Linked DNA regions of Mus musculus: regions 1, 2, 4, 5 and 6 are each linked to region 3. Evidence: chromatin contacts called from public promoter capture Hi-C data. All regions are on one chromosome and are shown on one strand. Each heading gives the region's core, a stretch centred on a gene start, on an enhancer-like site or on the middle of the called end of the contact. The rest is flanking DNA. Distances are from core to core; before and after follow the strand shown.

Region 1 (3,100 bases), core at 499-2,998, 1.9 Mb before region 3:
TCCATCAATTCAGAGCACATGGAGTTGGGGGGGGGGGTTGGGGGATGTATTACCAGATCACATGTCAGGCTGTCCCGGCTGAAAGAACTCCCTTATTATGAGACTGACCTGATCTTTCCTTTTGTGGCAAAAATCACCTTTTTGTATTTTGCTACAAAGAAGTAACCTATCTCAAAAGATCTGGTGGCCTATAACCCAAGAGTCCCAGGATCTAAGGCCTACAGCCTTTCAAGGTGTTTCCACGAACACTACAGCTTTTCTTTCATTTTTTTTCCCCCTTATTTATGTGAGTTCATCTTTGCTGTCTTCAGACACACTAGAAGAATGGGCATCTGATCCCATTACAGATGGTTGTGAGCCACCATGTGGTTGGTTGCTGAGAATTGAACTCGGGACCTCTAAAAGAGCAGTCAGTGGTCGTAACTGCTGAGCCGTCTCTCCAGCCCGCTACAGCTTTTCTTAAGGTGCAGAGTAAACATTTTGCTCTTACATAACAGCTGTCACTCACCCCATGTTCCTGTGTGCCTACAATGGAGTTACTACTTTGTGCATTTTTCTCTCAGTGAGTCTCATTCACTCAAAAGCTGTAAATTGGGCTGAGCATGGTGATATACACCTTTAATCCCAGCACTTGGTAGACAGAGACTGAGCTGAGTTCAAGGCCAGTATGGTATACAAAGTGTGCTGCAGGGCAGTAAGGCACTTAGCATGAAGAGGCTGTGACAAGAGGTACAGAAGTTCATATCCATCCTCCACTACACAAGGACTACATGAACTTTGTCTCAAACAAAAGGCTGCTGGGATCATACATGCAGAAAGCCGCAGAGCCTGGCCTAACATCACTACCTGGAGCTCCAAGCTCAGTGCCAACTTAACACAGGCGGACGCTCACTACTCCTAGAGTATACTGAAAGCAACCTATCACCACACTCATTCATTTTTTTCTTTTTAAAAAAATAAGTAAATACAATATGAAGTCCTAGCTATCATTACTTCGCAATTTATCCCTGCACTCACTCATCTTCTTTTGTAAAAACAAACAAGTGTATAAATAGAATCCAAGCCTTCATTACTAAAATCTTTGAGTCTCAGGTAAAACTGCAATTAAGGGTAAGTCCAACAAAAAGTACAGAAGAACCACGCACCGCCAACCCAATGCTCCCGGAGGGATCTAGCGCCACATGTCCTGGGTCACGAGGGACCCATGCCTGTCACCGCTGCAAAAACTCACACCAAGTAAAAGCCGTAATACTCGGAGCTAGCTAGTCAGACATGGTGGAAGGAGACACCGAGACCTCCAGCCTGAGGAAGGTCCGCAGAGAAGCTGGGCAGACAACGGACTGACAGACCCCAGCCCTCGCCTCCTTAACTTCTAAAGCCGACAAGGCCTAGATTAGCTCGGAGAGTCGTCCCACCCCGGCCCGCAGACCAAACCAAGGACTCACAGCGCCGGTCGCTTTTGCAAATTTACTGGCCACCTCCGAGAGTTGGCTATCCCGCAGAAATCTGAGCACAAGGGGATAAAGGTCGCTGGGAACCACGCGGCGCAAGCCGGTATCCGCCATGCTCCGGGTAAAACGCGTCACTACCGTTGCGCACGCGGCACGACTTAAGAACACCAAAGCACAGCCCGGGTCGAGGGCGGGTCCAGTGTCGTCATCAAGTCGCGCGCGGCGCGCAGCGGAAAAGAGTGGCGCACACGAGGTCGCGTACCCTCCACCCGGGAGGAGAGACCCAGACTAAATCTAGAAGTTGCTTCCGGTCCCACACGCGTCATCATCCTGCAGGGGGCGGAGCCCACGAGCCGCCCACTAAGGAGGCGGAGCTTCTACGTCAGATGCCACGCTCCTGTCCGAGGCGGGAAAACTTGCAAATTCCCGCGCATTACCTTTGCTGAATGGGCTTCTTCCTACTGTAGATTTCCAAGCCCTGGCTGCTACTGAGACCTCACAGTACTGAATGGACTAACAATAATGGGTGCACTGGAGAACTCGAGGCTCTTTCAACCCTTCTAGAGGTGTCACCTACTGCTCAAACTCCCACGGACAATGGCTTCCTCCCTCCCTTCACACCCAGTGAAGTCCTTCAGGATACCACCCAGACCCAGACTCAAATCAGAGGATCCTAAAAGTTGTGGTGACAAGGTGTTGGTACCCCACATTGTCTGTCAGTCATAGCTAGGTTACAAGACAGTTATCCTTCCCATCTACAATTCGGAGAACAGGAACACGGGACCATCCCAGGGAAAAGATCAAGAAAAATCCTTTCTTCCTAAAGAAAGAAGTCACAGTGAATTCGGAAAACTTCAGTATCAGCTACTGTCCAGGTCAGGAAGCAATAAAGATGCACTTCCGGTGAATACCTTTCTTTTACTTTCCTCAAAACAGGCGCTCCTTCTAAAAGGACCCGTTATCCTATTTCCCAGAGGTGCTTCTATGCATACACAATCGTTTGTTTGTTTGTTTTGGCTTGTTTTTTTTTTTTCCAAGACAGAAAGGTTTCTCCGTATAGCCCTGGCTGTCCTGGAACTAACTTTGTAGACCAGGCTGGCCTCGAACTTAGAAATCCGTCTGCCTCCCGAGTGCTGGGATTAAAGGCTTGCGCCACCACGCCCGGCCTCAAAATCGTTTTTTTTAAAATACACACACCACCGGGCGGTGGTGGCGTACACCTTTAATCGCAGCACTCGGGAGGCAGAGGCAGGCGGATTTCTGAGTTCGAGGCCAGCCTGGTCTACAAAGTGACTTCCAGGACAGCCAGGGCTACACGGAGAAACCCTGTCTCGGAAAAAAAGAAAAAAAAAAAAAATTCACAAACCAAGATGGTGATCAAAACCAAACTGGTGAGCTTTAATGACACTTAATAGACACTAACCCCAGTTGAGAAAACTTTTATTCTCATAGGTATGGTGGCAAATGATTTTTTTGTTGTTGTTTTGTTTTGTTTTTCCGAGACAGGATTTCTCTGTAGCCCTGGCTGTCCTGGAGCTCACTTTGTAGACCAGGCTGGCCTTGAACTCAGAAATCCGCCTGCCTCTGCCACCCGAAAGCTGGGATTAAAGGCATGAGCCACCACACCCGGAGGCTAATGATTTTAAACC
Region 2 (3,157 bases), core at 206-2,705, 1.5 Mb before region 3:
TAGCCCTGGCTGGCCTGAGATCTGCCTGCCTCTGGCTCCTCAGCTCTGGGACTATTAGCATGTTCTACCACGCCTGGCTCTCCTAAGTCTTACTTCCTAAGTGCTGTCTAATAGAGAAATAACACGGAATACAAAGATTTCTAACAATTATACGAAATATACTGAATTCAGTTCAGTATGTCCAGACTACTAATAATTAACATGTAGTTTAGAATTATGTAAGACATCTCACATTCTTTTTCCTGTCTAGCTCTTCAAAATCAGCTGTGTACCTCACTTATGCTTACAGCACGCTCAGACCTGGAGACCCTGCCTTTCACACACACAGAAAGAAGCCACATGTGATTAAAGTGGCCCCACAGATCCAATGGGACAGCATCGATCTGTACTTCTGAAGCTTAGATTGGTTCAGGTGGATCCAGTGGGTGGTATGGGAAACGGATCCCTAGTAATCTTGTAGATTCAGCTCTGCCTATGTAACGGCTACTAAAAAACCCCTGCTTGGCCACGTGCTGCTTCGTTTGGGAGCTGCGGACTCAGGATCTAGAAGGTTGGTTTTACCTCCCTCATTGTTGTCGAATCATACTGGGACAACCTACAGGACCTTGGTTGACATCCTTCGTGAGACCAAGGGCAATGGAACTTTCTAACGTCTGGCTTGCATTTTTTTAAGAATCTGGTTTGTGGCTTGTGGAAAGAAGGCATCAACCTGGGGAAGAGGAAGCCTCATGGGACCAAAAGGCCCCTTGAGGGCAGAGGCTCAACTTTGATAGTTCCTGAAGCCACAGGCTCCTCTTGTGACGTAGGTGGGAGTTTTCTGTGAACCTTTCAGCAATCTGTCTGTCTGTCTGTCTCTGTCTTTTTAATTTGGACAGTCTCTTGCTCTGTAGGCCAGGCCGGCCTTGAACTCATGGCCATCCTCCTGCCTTAGCCTCATGCCGGGATCACAGACGAGAGCCATCAAGCTCGCTTTCTCCATCCGGTCTTGAAGACACACGCTTCAACTAGATGTTCCTGGTGCTCCAGAAGATGGGGATGTCAGTGACCAGGTTGGGGTTCGCACCCCGAAATACAGGCGTGAGGGGCGGGTCTCGGCTTGGGCCCGCGCCGCCCCATGTGACCCGGTCCGACGTGGTGTCGCCTCCTCTCGAGGAGGCGGTGGCGTCTTCGGCTGTGCGTCGAGCCGGCCCCGCGGCCGCTCATGAGCAGCCAGGGCCGCTCGGGTCCCCCCGGGAACCGCGGGCCCAGGGAAGGCGAGGGCGGGGAGGCGAGGAAACTGCAGGAGGCGAGGGTCGCGCGGGGAAAGCAAGGGAAAGGGAAAGGGAAGGGGAAAGCAGGTACCGGGCACGGCGGAAGAGGAAGCGGGGCGGAAGGAAAGCCGGGCCTGCAGCCGGAGAGGAAGGCAGCGGGGCCGGCGGCTGAGGCAGGCCGGGGACAGGAAGGCGAGGGAGGCGAGGAGGAAAGGCCGAGAAGCTCCGGGAAGCGGGATGAGGGCAGCGCAGAGCCGGGGAAGGAGGAGCGGAGGGTCGGGGCCGGGCGGCGGGAGGACGACAGCCTGGAGAGAGGACAGGAGCAGGGACCTCAGGCGTGCGGCGGCATCCCGGGAACCCGGACGGCCATGGCGGAGGACGCGGCGGAGGATGCCGCAGCGGCGGCCGTGGAGCCGGCCACCCGTCCGGCCGCGGGGCCCGCGCTCTGGCGCCTGCCGGAGGAGCTGCTGCTGCTCATCTGCTCCTACCTCGACACGCGGGCCCTCGGCCGCCTGGCCCAAGTCTGCCGCTGGCTGCGGCGCTTCACCAGCTGCGACCTGCTCTGGCGCCCGATAGCCCGGGCCTCGCTCAACACCGGCTTCACGCGGCTCGGCACCGACCTGTAAGCGCCCGCTCGCCCGCCCGCTCCCCGCCCCGGGCCGGCCAGCGTCCTGGGAAAGGGCGGGGCGCCGAGGCCTGGTCGGCTCGGGACCGTGTGGCACCCGGAATACTGAAGCCCAGACTTGCCCCCCACCCCCTCCCTCTCCCCTCCCCCAGCACCCTCGAGGAATACTGGTGTCACCCCTCTTCAAGATTCCCCAACCCGAGGAAACTTCCGGAGAGCATTCCTCAGTCGGCACCCTCCCCCGTGGGCGGCTACTCACAGTTAGCCATCCTAAAATGAGTATTCCCAAAGGTTTGGCTCCCTGGGTTCCTTGCCCTGTGTCCTGTGCGACAGACAGGACCTGAAGGGTGACTCCTGCTGGTTCTAGGGCCCAGGCCCAGGTCCACCAACGTGGTTTTTGTGGCCTTTCGTCCTGCCCACCCTCTCAAAGGTTGTTAGGTTTCAGGGCTCAGATCAAATTAAATGTGCAGAAAAGGGCTCAGAACCTTAAAAAAACAAAAACAAAAACAAACAAAAAAACCTTTCAGTTCCATTGTCAACCTATTTTAGGACTTAATTCAGGTGGAAGGACCCACAAAAGATGTCTGTGTGAGGCATCAAGTTGGATTTGGGGTAGGCGGTATCCAAGATAGGCAGTTTGACCTAGTAATATCTGAGACCCGTGGATGCAAACCATTCCTAAAACACTCAGGCTGTTAAACAGGAAGGGGAGAGCGTGTATGACAGTCACAGAACTGGTCAGGATAAACGCTTTCAGACTGCACCCTGCTCTTGCTTTGTTGTAACATATGCGAATATAATAAAGTTTTAAAAAACCGTAAGAAATGATCATTTGATGCACTCCTATTTCCATTTTAAAAGTTTTTCAGTTGCACACCCCCTAACCCTACTACCCCCCACCCCCCACCCCACTTCCCCATCCTAACAGAATGAATGCTTAATGAATGATGTAATAGATTTGGAGGTATGTCATACGCCATGACATAATTTGTCTTGAATTAACTCCTTAGAATAAAAATTTCAAGGTAGCCACTATTGGATTAAAGGTTTTGATGGGCAGAGGTCACAGTATACCAGCAAAGAATGAGTGAGCCGGTTTGATGAGAGAATTAAACCACATCTTTAGTGGGTGAGTGATAGTAGCCAAAGCTCTGTTATTTTGTATCGCTCTGCGCTAGCCAGGATAAATATTTTGCCATGTGTCTGTTTCACCTGTGAGACTGTTTCTTCCTACTCCTTGTCTCTGGGGTCTTGGTGTTTTTGTTATAAATTTGGAATTTTT
Region 3 (2,775 bases), core at 223-2,722:
TGTGTGGTGAGATTCCAACAGAGGAGTTAAGAGTGACCCCCTCCAAAGGTGAAGTCAGTGAATTCTGGAGGAGCCTGCCTTCTGGTTCTTATGTTCCAGCGACTAGCTGGAACTGAGGGGACTTCAAACCTGGAATCAAACAAAACCTGAAGGAATCAAGCCAGAAAGGCTATCAGGATTCATTGATCTTTTGGACTAATATGTGGTGGTCTCTGGCTCTCTTCGTCATAGGACAATGTGAGGTTCCAAGGTGATTAGCAATAAAATTCTTTAGAAAACCACGTCTTTGCATTTCCTTCTGGGGCTATTGAGAGAAGAGAGAAGGATAAGAGTGTAAGACATTGTTGTACACTCTCTGGAATGTACTGGGGGCCATGTCAATCTCAGGGAGGTTGCTTCTCCCAGCAATCTTGAAATAAGAAGCCTTGGTTCATAGGAATGTTTGAAACGGCGGGTACTTTGATTATCCTATAGAAAGGAGTGGAGAGAAGGAGAATCAGTCTAGGGAGAATCAGTCTTCAGAGAGGAGATTAGAGGATAACCAAGACTAAGTTAAACTTAGTCAAAAACTCTACACTTAAGATTTTGGATGCTCAGGAGCCTGCATCCTGAAAACCCTTACACACCTCTTTCCCCCTCTCCAGTGACTCTCATTCCCTCACACTGAGCCTTCTATTCATCCCTGTCACCCCCACCTGTTCTCACCACCCCCCTCCCCCAAGCATTCCGTAAACCCGCTAGACGCGTGCAACAACTAAGTATAATCAAGATAACCTATGTGTCAGTGACGTCGGAAGTTTCCTTCAAGAGAGGTCCTTTCAACTAAACATTAGGGGCTAGCTTGCACTTCAAGAGATGTGAGTCAGAGAGTTGATACTAGTCCAAGGCCTATGGGAAAGGTAAGGGAGATTCCATCAAGAATCAAGGCCAAAGCCGGGCGGTGGTGGCACATGCCTTTAATCCCTGATTTCTGAGTTTGAGGCCAGCCTGGTCTACAAAGTGAGTTCCAAGACAGCCAGGGCTACACAGAAAAATCCTGTCTCGAAAAACCAAAAAAAAAAAAAAAGAAGATTCAAGGCCGAAATCTTGTGGGAGACACCCTGTAAAAGCGAATCCCTGAACAATTCTTTGATGAACAAAACATGTCAGGGTGCTGGTGTCTGGGGAGGAGGCCACCTCTCTCCAATAACTTTAGCTGACATGTTATGATGGGTCCACAACCCAAGACAGGCCGTGGCTGGCACAAGTGACCGTTCTAGAGTGTGGCTGCAGGGACGAACGCATTGCCAACCAGGTACTGTGATCTCAGTAACGGGCTAATTCGCAATAGCCTTAGCTTCAGTTTCAGCTTCATGCTTGGACTTTGATAAAAGGTCCTTATTTGAGGTGTGACTTGGGCAAGCCGATCAAAGCAAGGAAGCTGTGAGCAAGCGGCGGGGCGGGGCACCCGCGGGGCGCACGCGCAGATGCCCTTAGAACCGGAAGCAGCCTTGGGTCGGGCATGGCGGCGGCTGCGGAGGGCGTCCCGGCGACGCGACGGGAGGAGCAGCCACCTCGAGGTACTACCCTGTGTGGATGGAGATGCGGCGGCTGATGGTGGGGAGGCTAGGTCCGGATGCAGGAGCCGGTGGACCTGTCTACCGCAGTCAGGGCACTGAGACGAAAGCCTAGCTCCTGAGCATGGGAACGGAGTTGGCGTTTCAGGTGGGCGGGTGCGAGGAGAAGGGACGGGATGGTGGCAGGAGGAGAACGAAGGCGGCGGGAGCCCAAGTCGGGAGGGACTTAGGAACCGTCCGCTTTGGCTGGATTAGGTCTGGGGATAGGACGTTTACTCCTCACCTCCCACCCACACCTTGCCAGATGATGCTGCGGTGGAGACAGCCGAGGAAGCAAAGGAGCCTGCCGAAGCTGACATCAATGAGCTCTGCCGGGACATGTTCTCCAAAATGGCCACATATTTGACTGGGGAACTGACAGGTGATACGCAACCCCTTCTGGCTGATCCCAGCTGTGTATTTGCATTTGACTTCACGGAAATCTGAATGGTGCTTTAGCAGCCTCTGGTCAGTCCATGGTTGAATGGGAGGAAAGGAGCCGCTCTCCCCCTTGTCTTTCCCCAGGGAAGCACACCAACCACTTTTGAAACACAAATCTGCAGGCCTCTTGTCATAAAGGCCAACAACAAGAATTCCACACTGTTAGTCCAGAAGTGCCCCGCCGGGGGAGAAGTATATTTTAAGCAGAGTTGTGAAGGAAATGGAAGGGGGGGGGTACGTGAAACAGTCCAGTTAGTAAAAGAGCTGGAGTAAGCAAGCATTTGATGAAACCTGAAGGTTAGTCTGAAGATTTGCTGACCCACCCGTGGGACACGGTTAGATTTTAGTTCAGTGTCCCTGCGTCTGCATCTGTGTCTGTGTCTGAGGCAGAGTCAGAAAGCAGAGGCTGGACCTTCTGGGGTGACATAAGAACTTATACTGTTTCACTGCTCTGTGAAAAAATTACTCTCTCTCTCTCTCTCTCTCTCTCTCTGTGTGTGTGTGTGTGTGTGGCTTAGAACGACTTTCGAGAGTTGGTCCTCTTCTTAGACCACGTAGGTCACGAGGACCACGCTCTGATCTTCAGGCTTGGTAGCAAGGGCCCTCTCACAGGCCCCACCCCAGGAAATTTTTCTGTGAGCCCAATTTGTGAACCAGGATCTATGAGGAAAGGTTTAGTAGAGAAGTTGGGGGGTTGTAAGTCGCAGATTTTCTCTGCCTGATCGTTCACTTATTTTTG
Region 4 (3,095 bases), core at 431-2,930, 1.6 Mb before region 3:
GAAGTTCTCGCCTGTAATGTGCACCCCTGCAACGTCCCTGGAGCTACAAGGTGGGCTACTGCGACGAAGTATTAAAAAAAAAAAAGACTACTTTTTATTTTTTAACTTTCTTTCTTTTTTTTTATTTGTTAGATATTTTCTTTATATACATTTCAAATGCTATCCCGAAAGTTCCCTATACCCTCCCTCTGCCCTGCTCCCCTACACACCCACTCCTGCTTTTTGGCCCTGGCATTCCCCTGTACTGGGGCATATAAAGTTTGCAATACCAAGGGGCCTCTATTCCCAGTGATGGCCGACTAGGCCATCTTCTGCTACATATGCAGCTAGAGACACGCGCTCTGGGGGTACTGGTTAGTTCATATTGTTGTTCCACCTATAGGGTTGCAGACCCCTTCAGCTCCTTGGGTGCTTTCTCTAGCTTCTCCATTGGGGGCCCTGTGTTCCATTTTATAGACTGTAAGCATCCACTTCTGTATTTGCCAGGCACTGGCATAGCCTCATACAAGAGACAGCTATAACAGGGTTCCTTCAGCAAAATCTTTCTGGCATATGCAATAGTTTGACTACTTTCTTAACATTGAACATGAGAGGTTTGTTCCCAAACAGGGCAGATTTTTTTTTTTTTTTTTTTTTTTTAGTCTTTTTGAGACAGGGTTTCTCTGTATAGCCCTGGCTATCCTGGAACTCACTTTGTAGACCAGGCTGGCCTGGAACTCAGAAATCCGCCTGCCTCTGCCTCCCAAGCGCTGGGATTAAAGGTGCGCCACCATCGCCTGGCTGGCAGATCCCTTAAGGAACCAAAATGTCAAGTGTACTCTGAGGCAAGCCCTTAGAGTACAGGAGGCAAGCCCTTAGAGGCAGGGTTTCCTTGGAAATGCTGATGCTAAGGCTAAAAGGGTCATGTCCCTTACGCACACCGCACACTCTCCATCGCCATAACAAACTCGCCTTCCACTCTCTTCTACTTTTATTAGACGTTTGTTTTCCCTGTGCTTGGAATGCAGTCTTTCTTCTCCATACGTAGTCTGGTGAATTTCATACCACAGCCTCTCCCAAAACAAACGTAGGGCTCAATCAGGCAGAGACGTAACAGCAGGTTTTAACCATATTATGAGGTCATAATGGTCCCAACAGCCCAGGATGAGGCAAACTCAATAAAACAGTTGACTGCTCAATTTAAAACACGGTTAACTCCGAAGACAGGATAGAAGAAACAATGAGTCAGGACAGAGGCGTGAGCTGAGCTCCTTGGCATGGTGTCTTCACAGAAGCAGACGTGGGTCAGGCAGCCCCGATGAGCCAAACTGGTACAACAATCTCCAAAGTAGGTCAGTGTCTCCTACCACTTTAAGAACTAGAAGTATCGTCCCGGCGCCTGCGCATTGAGAGGGTAAACACCTCCTTTCCGCCCCCCCCCCCCCCCTTCCTCCCAAACTCCCCGGCCGGCCGCATTCTCCCATGTTCCCCTCCTCCGGGTGGGGTAATGGTCCGACCCAGAGTGTGGCGCTCATCCCGGAGGGTGGCGAGCCAAAATGGTACGTCCCACCGCCGCACACCTCCGCGGTGTTCACGGCGCCCTTTGTCCTTTTTCTCCCCTAGCAAATAAAGCGCAATGGGCTTATCCCAAGGAAAGGCGGGGGAGCCGGGCTGGGGACCGGTCTGAGCCGGTCTGTAGCGCAGGCGCAGTGCGGATAAACAGGAAGCGGGCGGCAGAGGCAGCGGCAGGAGCTGCTTAGGGACTCCGGTGGGGGAAGAGAGCCGGAGACGCCGGGCTGTCCGGAGGGCGGCGGGCGTGGAGGACGAGCGAAGGCGCCTCCTCGGTCCTCCTTCCGTGGAGACGCGGCGGCTGCCTCGCCCTCCGCTTAGGCTCCCGGCTCCCAGCGCGGGGCGAGGCAGCGGCTGACAAAGGGCTCGAGCCGGTGCCGCCGCCCTTCTCATCCGGGCACTCCGGGCCCCCGCCGAGAGGAAGGGGGAAGGGCGGAGGGGGAGGGGAAGGAGCCCCGGAGGCGCGCGTTCGGAGCCGCGGCCCCTTTGCAGGGCTCCGGGCCTTTGGCCCAACGGACCGAGGCCGAAGGGGAGCGGTGGCCGGCGGCAGGAGGATGGTGCAGAAGGAGAGCCAGGCGGCGCTGGAGGAGCGGGAGAGCGAGCGCAACGCCAACCCTGCCGCCGCCTCGGGGGCTTCGTTGGAGCAGTCGGTAGCTCCCGCCCCCGGAGAAGATAACCCATCGGGAGCCGGGGCTGCGGCCGTGGTCGGGGCGGCCGGAGGGGCCCGCAGGTTCCTGTGCGGTGTCGTGGAAGGTGAGTTGGCCTTCCAGTCCCGCGTAGGTGTTCAGCCTCCGTCCCCGGGAGGGGCGTGCTGGTGACTTTTCCCGCAGTTCCCCGCCCCCAGGACGGGAGGCGTCCGTCATTGCTCACACGGGGTTACGGGGAGGAGACAGACGGTGGGCACACTTCTTTACCCTCCGCTATGTCACGGCTTCGGCGACTCCGGGCTATGGAGGAGCCTGACCCCACCCTCCTCTGGCTTAGAGCCACACAGATTTGTCGGAGGAGGAGGCGGTGGCAAGGAAGGAGCCTGTGGTCCGGCTGTGGGCTTCACTTCTTTGTACCTTGGGATCTTAGTCCGCAGAGATGCCTGCTTTCAGTTGAAATTTGTGCAGCGCTCCCATCCCCCGCCCCTATCCTTGTAAGGGGAAAAAAAATCAGCCCTCACAGGCACGTTTTTACCCGTGAAGGAGCGCAGTCAGCTTATTATATTACAGATTCCTTCAGGCTTAGGAAATTGTTTTGTTTTTATTTTTATTTATTTATTTTTGTTAGCCTGTAAGCCTCCTTCACCTCTTAAGACTCACTTGTAGCCCAGAAAAGTATCATCCTTTAACAATTGCTGTTTTTTTGACTTGGGAGTGTGTGTAAATACCAGTATATCATATCTCAGAGCATCTGTTATGTGGAGTTAGAATTCAGTGAAAGTCTTAATTTCTGTCTTCTCATTTACAGTTGAAAAGGACGAGGGCGTTTTGATAGTAAGGGAAGATGCCGGAAGATCTTAATTACAATTTCTGAAATAGAATGGGTGGATACCGAGCTCA
Region 5 (3,042 bases), core at 182-2,681, 1.6 Mb before region 3:
AAGCTGGCACATAGTGTCTGCAGGATTATTATTCTTTAATCATGGCTAGCTATCTAGTAACGTCATAGATTTTCAACAGTCTTTTGTTACCTTGCTTTCCTCCAGTTCTACATAGCTTTTGAACTTTGAGCTGAGGGGGGAGAGAGAAGAGGGAGCTTGAAACATTTTCCTTTCTAGAACTCCAGTGTGAGCTTGTGAGGTAGTCTTTTAGCACTATATAGAGTGGACCCAGGGAGGCCCAAGAACCAGAGGCCCAAGAGTGTGCTGAAATGTGCCGCCTCCTTAGGGTGCGAACCTTTGCGATAGGATGTGCTGTGAAACCTAAGTCAAGGTTGGTTTTGAAGGCTGGGGTGAGGGGCAAAATTGTTACTAGATATTAAGACCGTTTAATGTTCCTTAGCGTTCTGAATCCATCTCATGCCTCAGTGAGAATTACAAGGTTTTATTCAGAGCGTTTCAGAGTTTCATACGGAATCAGGAATTGAACAAGTTGCTTTTTGTTTAATGTTGGCTTTCAATAATCACATGGGATGATCTTCTGGACATAAGTGAAAACATGTCCAGGTCTCTACTGTCATTGCTGTAGGATAAAGTGCTCTGCCATCTTCCATGGTTATGAATATTTATTAATGTTGGAATAACATTTCATTGTTTAGATCACAGCTCAGTTCCTATAGAAAACGAACTGTAAACCTATCTGCAGACCATGCAAGAGGCACAATAAAACTTGAAGTGAATGTGTGCTGTGCTGCTTTTTCTCTGGGTTCTCCCTTTTTTTCCCTCACATCTCTTGATCCCTTAGGTATCCGAAGCTATTTCAGTGTAGGCTGGATTGAAGACAGCCCTGCCCTCCTGCCTTCCACAGCAAAGATTTTTCTCAGAAAAGTACATTTGTTTTTGTTTTTAAGTAAGTTGCTCTGTTTACTACAGGTAAAATTTGTGTGAAGTTGGGGGGGGTGTCACAGAGTTCCTCACTGGAACATGGCTTCATTTCCTTAGATAAAGGAATTTTGGTGGTGGAGGGGGGGGGTGGGTCGCCTAAAGAGGAGGCTGTACTATGAACAGTAGTTGATCTCCACATCTGAGTTTAGGTCTTGGCTGTCAAGCCTCCAGCATGATCAGGAAGCGGGGGGGGGGGGGGGGGGGGGGGGGGTGTGAGTAAAAATGGCTGCTCCGTACCCCAAGTTTACTGAAAAAGGAGATACGAAAGGTTTACACTAACATCTGTATGTATATATCCCCGGGTTGGAAGAAGGGGCTTCAGTGAGTGGACGCTAACTTTAAGCCCTCGTGGAGATTTCTTCTGGGGCCTTGTTACCTGTCCTCGTGGAAGAGGCGACGACTGCTCCTCCCTGCTTCGTGTGGCGAGCGCGGCTCCTTTAATGGGCGGGACCGGAACTGGCTGAGGCGGGGGGCGGGGCGCTCACGGCCGTTTCAGCATGGCGGCCGGCGCGGCGGCTGCTTTAGCGTTCTTGAACCAAGAGAGCCGAGCCCGAGCTGGGGGCGTCGGGGGCCTGAGGGTCCCGGCCCCGGTCACAATGGACAGTTTCTTCTTCGGTATTGAACGCGGGAGTGGCAGAGTGGTACGGGGCGGGTGAGGCGTGGCCGAGGAAGGCGGCCGGGCGCCGCTGTGGCCGGGCGCAGCTGTGGGCCGAGGGCTCCTCGCTCGCTCGCCCTAACCGGTTCTTCCCGAGTGGGATGCCCGTCCACGTGTTCTGGGCGAGCAAGCGGCCGGTTCCCCCCCCGCCGCCGCGGCACATGGCCGGGTGGAGGGGACAGCGGAGTTTGTGGAGCGTCCTCGCGCGCTGTCCCCTCCACGCGTGTACCCAGGCGACACTCGCTGGCTCTTGCAGGTTGTGAGCTCTCCGGCCACACCCGCTCCTTCACTTTCAAGGTTGAGGAGGAGGATGACACGGAGCACGTGCTGGCGTTGAACATGGTAAGGGGCCGCAGAGGGAGTTGGAGATGCGGGGGGCTAGCCGACACTCCGCCTGTCGCCCCTCTCCTCCACCCTCTGGTCCCCGCATCCGGTGCCACTGGGACTAGGCCGATTTTGGGGTAAGACGCCTTGGCTTTGGTGTCAGCCCTCCCTCACTTGAGACGCTGAGGTTCTGCCTGCCTTTCAGCTGTGCCTTACCGAGGGGGCCACGGACGAGTGTAATGTGGTGGAAGTTGTGGCCCGGGATCACGACAATCAGGAGATTGCAGTTCCTGTGGCCAACCTCAGGTTGTCTTGCCAGCCCATGGTGAGTTGGAGCCGTTCATTCCTCTCGGAGTCTGGTGGGACTGAGAACTTCGGTATTGATCTCCAAGTGGGTGGGCCAGCACGGCTCAGCCCGTCATTCTTGTCTTCCAGCTCAGTGTGGATGATTTCCAACTCCAACCACCTGTCACCTTCCGCCTGAAGTCCGGTTCTGGCCCAGTTCGGATCACTGGCCGGCATCAGATCGGTGAGAAGAGTGGGCCCTCTCCACTCCCGACTTACCCCAGTCTCATCTCCTAGTGTGTCCTGCATCTCAGGCTATGGTTCCAGTATTCTGTGCCTCCCACTGCCTCCTTCAGGCCTGGGAACTTGCTGTACCCTGCCTGCCCCAGGGGTCCAACTCCAGCGAGGTGGGTGGGCTCTTTTCCATCTAGACTTGGGGACTCTGGGAGATGAGGTTCCCTGTCAGCCTAGCAGCTGAATGAGTGGCTCTATCCTTGTGTATCCACCAGTTTGTATAAACAACGACCTTTCTGAAGAAGAAAGTGATGATGAGAGCGAAGAAGATGAAATTAAGCTGTGTGGCATCCTTCCTGCCAAGAAGCACAGGGGCAGGCCTTAGCCCCCTGGTGAGTGTGTGGGTGGAGGGTGGGGTCGGTTGGTGGGATTCCCGAAGGATCTGGGAAGTTTAGGGGCAGCAGGTGAGGAGGAAGACTCTGACTTCATTCTTGCTTTTCTCAGATCAGGTAACTGCTTGCTACAGGTGCCATGCTCCGTATGTTCCTGGACAAGTTCAAGAATGGTTTTCTCGATGAAGAGAATAGGGGGTGGGAGGGAGG
Region 6 (3,156 bases), core at 118-2,617, 1.1 Mb before region 3:
AAAGATCTCAGAGAGCATGGGTCTTTCTGCTCCCCAGTTCACATTCCACCCCTCTCGGCAGTTTCTCAGAAATCCTCAACTCTCCCTGTCTTCAGAAACTGGGAGGTGAGCCACAACGCTGGGCTTAACTTTAAGGTGTAGTCTTCATCAAGGGCCTGGTGTTATAACAGGGAAGGGCAGGATCCTGAAGGCAGGAAGTAGGGAGAGAGCAGATGTACCCTGTGCCCTCCTTCAAGGCTTCCCTGGCCCTTTCTCCCTCTTGTTCCTTCCACCAGTCCCTAGACCTTCCTGTTACAAGGCTTAGCACCTCCTGGGGCTTCCAGGGCATCAGGGATGACAGAGAGATTGGGAGGTGGGAGGCAGGAGATGCTGCTGCATCAGGACCTGGGATGGATCTGTGGCACTCAGGAAACTCCAGCCTCTACTATCAGCATTTCTGCCTCAGAGCACCCCCTACCTTCTCCCCACCTCCCGAAGATGCAGGGTGAAGTCTGGGAAGGAAGTAGAAAGATGGCTTCTAGCATTCCCAAGCAGGCCAGTTCCCCCATCACACTGGGAACTCCAGGTACAAATCCTTTTCTCTACTCCTCAAGGCTACAATGCCATGAATCCAAATGATTAAATAAATATCAGGCCCCTGCACCGAAGAAGCCTGTTCCAGTCCCCAGCCCAGCTAAGTCCCCCCCCCCCTCCCTCTCTGCCTATAGGGAGGATCCCATTCTTTCTGTCCCACTCCCTACCCTGGTCCACAAATTCTCCAGCTGCTCTTGAAACCTTTCTCTGACCCAAGTTGTGCTTCTGGAGTACACAGACCATCCAGGAGTTTACAAACAAAGCAAGTCTGATGTGTGCAGCTAGTGAAGGGAGAAGTATTCTTCCGTCTGGTTCCTACACCCTCTTACTTTCCTCCTTTTTCCAAGAGAAGAAGTGGAAAATCCGGGCCCAACATAAACCAGATGGAGTAGCAAGAGAGAAGAGGGCCCCAGAGCACAGCCCCACTGTCGCGTTTTAAGGGAAAAGAAAGGCATAGCTGAGACTCAAACCCGCCTAAATGCCCAGAGATCCATAAACGGTTAAAAAAAAGACACACGGAGTACCACACGCCAAAACACACGTTAAAAAAAAAGAAAGAAAGAAAGAAAGAAAGAAAGAAAGAAAGAAAGAAAGAAAGAAAAGAAAACCAAACATTTTCAAATAACGATGCACACAAAATGCTCGCCTAATATTCAGAGATTCCAGGCCCTGGGATCCACAACCAGATTCTCCGGCCTCGCTGCGAGTTTCTGAGAGCACAGCCCCAGCCCTGGCCCGGCCCCTTCCCGGCCCCCACCCCGCATCCGGAACAGCTGGAGTCGGGCCGTGCTGTACACTCAAGCCCTGTGCCCGGCTGGGCGGGGCGGGCAGCGGGGCCCCGGCCCTGGCCGGGGCAGAGAGCAGCGGGGAAGCCCGGAACCCGCCCGGGTAACCCCGACACCCGGCCGAGTTTCCGTCAGACGTCCGTCATCAGACATGTGGTGGCCCTAGCTTGCCCCGAGAGCCACGGCGGGAGGAAAGAGTGTGCAAGATTGCAGAAGGAGGTAGGGCGCCCGCCTCAGGCTCAGATCAGGGGAGAGGCGTGCAGAACAGCCAACTCCTCCCTCCGCCTCTTCGGGTGGGGAAGGCTGAGCCCTCCAATTGTTCCCCTCCCCCAGCCCTTAGGATCCCCACCTCTGTCCCGTGTCGCCCACCCAAGGCTGTGCAGCCCGCTCTGACCTCCTAGGGGCCAGCCCCCGGAGCCTTCAGCTTCTCCTTTTCTCGGGCTCACGGCCCAGGGCTGGGGTTGGGGGGTGGGGGGGAGAGACAAGAGTGTGTAAGAATAGGGACGCTGGCTTCTTGATCTGGGATCATCAAAGTCCACACTGGGTAGCAGCAGGACCCGCCTGGGCTCCAGTTCTTACCTGGCCCGCGCGGCGACCGCGTCACTCCGCGGCTGGGGATCCTGGTACCCTTCTCAAGCTTCCCAACTGCGGCTTGCAGAGCCTGAGATCTCCGGGCTGGTGCTGCCATCTCGGCCAGGCCGGCGGGAGACGGGTGTGCCCAGAGCACTGCTCTCAGTTTGGGGTGGGGGGTGGGGGGCGGTGGCTTTTTAGTCACCCCAGGTTCGGGAGCAATAAAGGCACCTCTAATGTAATTTACAAACATCTCGGGCCGAGCACGGCGTAGAGCCGGGACTGACAGGCGCATTAGGCAGGCTAATTCCAGCCGGCTCCTCCTACCCCGGCCCGCTAATTAATGAGCTTCCCAACTTAGAGCCGCCTGCATTGGACAGACAGAGAGTGAAAGAGAGGGCGAGGGAGAGGTAGAGAAGGAGAGGGACGGGGGGAGCAGAGTGGAGTGAAGAGAGGGAGGGAGGGAGGGAGAGAGAGAGAGAGGACAGGGAGGAGAGAGAACAGAGAGAAAGAAGGGAGAGGAGAAAGAAGGGAGAGCGAAGAAAGAGAAGTTCAGCTGCAGATAATTGATTACTCCTCGATCAAGGCTAACTTGTTAGCAATAGTCAATTGCCCCGTCTCTCCGCCTCCCCTCGCAGTCCGGGATCGGCGCCCTCGCCTCGGTTCTTCCAACTGCCGCCGCCAGGACCCCGGGCCAGGAGCCGCCGCGGCGGAGCCACCTGACACCTTTAAATAGCACCGGGGCTGGCGAAACTGGAGCCCGGCGCGGCGCTTCCCGGCTCCGGCCCGGGCTTGCTGGAAACCCCGGCGGTGGCGGCGGCGGCGGCGGTGGCAGTGGCGGCGCCCGCGTCAGCGCTTTCCTCCCGGGGCCCCGCGCCACTCCGCTCGCCCGGGTCGCCGCGCTAATCGGCCGCTTGCCCATCCGCGCCCTGCCCGGCGCGGCCTCCTGCCCGCCTCTCGCCTTCCTCTCGCACCGTCCAGCGTCCGAGCTGCCCGCGGGCTGGGTCCCCCCGGCCCGAGCCGCCCCGGCCGGGCCCCCAAACGAGGCCGAGATGACTTCCAAGGAGGACGGCAAGGCGGCGCCAGGGGAGGAGCGGCGACGCAGCCCTCTGGACCACCTGCCGCCGCCCGCCAACTCCAACAAGCCGCTGACGCCGTTCAGCATCGAGGACATCCTCAACAAGCCGTCCGTGCGGAGAAGTTACTCGCTGTGTGGGGCGGCGCACCT

Evidence for each region. Promoter capture Hi-C pulls out the DNA fragments that hold promoters and counts their contacts. Capture Hi-C pulls out chosen DNA fragments and counts their contacts.
Region 1: a contact with region 3 is called in a promoter capture Hi-C map of adipose tissue. The contact joins the promoter of Nolc1 here to the promoter of Bloc1s2 in region 3. A contact is called at or near these places in 2 of 39 promoter capture datasets (liver and pre-B cells) and 1 of 9 other capture datasets (adipose tissue).
Region 2: a contact with region 3 is called in a promoter capture Hi-C map of the SN4741 cell line, with 4 times the contacts expected there. The contact joins the promoter of Fbxw4 here to the promoter of Bloc1s2 in region 3. A contact is called at or near these places in 4 of 39 promoter capture datasets (the SN4741 cell line, hippocampal neurons and liver).
Region 4: a promoter capture Hi-C map of hippocampal neurons shows a contact between it and region 3, with 2.6 times the contacts expected there. The contact joins the promoter of Oga here to the promoter of Bloc1s2 in region 3. A contact is called at or near these places in 4 of 39 promoter capture datasets (hippocampal neurons, liver and pre-B cells) and 1 of 115 datasets of contacts at active chromatin or transcription factors (pancreatic cancer cells).
Region 5: a contact with region 3 is called in a promoter capture Hi-C map of liver, with 4 times the contacts expected there. The contact joins the promoter of Npm3 here to the promoter of Bloc1s2 in region 3. A contact is called at or near these places in 3 of 39 promoter capture datasets (hippocampal neurons and liver).
Region 6: a promoter capture Hi-C map of liver shows a contact between it and region 3, with 4 times the contacts expected there. The contact joins the promoter of Lbx1 here to the promoter of Bloc1s2 in region 3. A contact is called at or near these places in 2 of 39 promoter capture datasets (both in liver).

The regions. Positions count from the first base shown.
Region 1 is chr19:46,074,495-46,077,594 of GRCm38.p6, reverse strand. Nolc1 (nucleolar and coiled-body phosphoprotein 1) reads right to left here and starts at 1,748. Exons shown (of 13, transcript NM_001039353.2): 1 at 1,446-1,748. The coding sequence starts at 1,565. RefSeq lists cis regulatory regions at 1,791-1,797, 1,820-1,826 and an enhancer at 1,768-1,839.
Region 2 is chr19:45,658,491-45,661,647 of GRCm38.p6, reverse strand. Fbxw4 (F-box and WD-40 domain protein 4) reads left to right here and starts at 1,455. Exons shown (of 9, transcript NM_013907.2): 1 at 1,455-1,872. The coding sequence starts at 1,619.
Region 3 is chr19:44,145,143-44,147,917 of GRCm38.p6, reverse strand. It overlaps Bloc1s2 (biogenesis of lysosomal organelles complex-1, subunit 2), which reads left to right and starts at 1,472. Exons shown (of 5, transcript NM_028607.1): 1 at 1,472-1,559; 2 at 1,861-1,977. The coding sequence starts at 1,502. It overlaps Pkd2l1 (polycystic kidney disease 2-like 1), which reads left to right. Exons shown (of 15, transcript NM_181422.3): 15 at 1-281.
Region 4 is chr19:45,782,138-45,785,232 of GRCm38.p6, reverse strand. It overlaps Oga (O-GlcNAcase), which reads left to right and starts at 1,680. Exons shown (of 16, transcript NM_023799.4): 1 at 1,680-2,301. The coding sequence starts at 2,103.
Region 5 is chr19:45,747,954-45,750,995 of GRCm38.p6, reverse strand. Npm3 (nucleoplasmin 3) reads left to right here and starts at 1,431. Exons shown (of 6, transcript NM_008723.2): 1 at 1,431-1,557; 2 at 1,854-1,939; 3 at 2,127-2,246; 4 at 2,357-2,450; 5 at 2,716-2,832; 6 at 2,945-3,042. The coding sequence starts at 1,440. The coding sequence ends at 2,825. It overlaps Oga (O-GlcNAcase), which reads left to right. Exons shown (of 16, transcript NM_023799.4): 16 at 1-741.
Region 6 is chr19:45,235,052-45,238,207 of GRCm38.p6, reverse strand. Lbx1 (ladybird homeobox 1) reads left to right here and starts at 1,367. Exons shown (of 3, transcript NM_010691.6): 1 at 1,367-1,577; 2 at 2,567-3,156. The coding sequence starts at 2,981.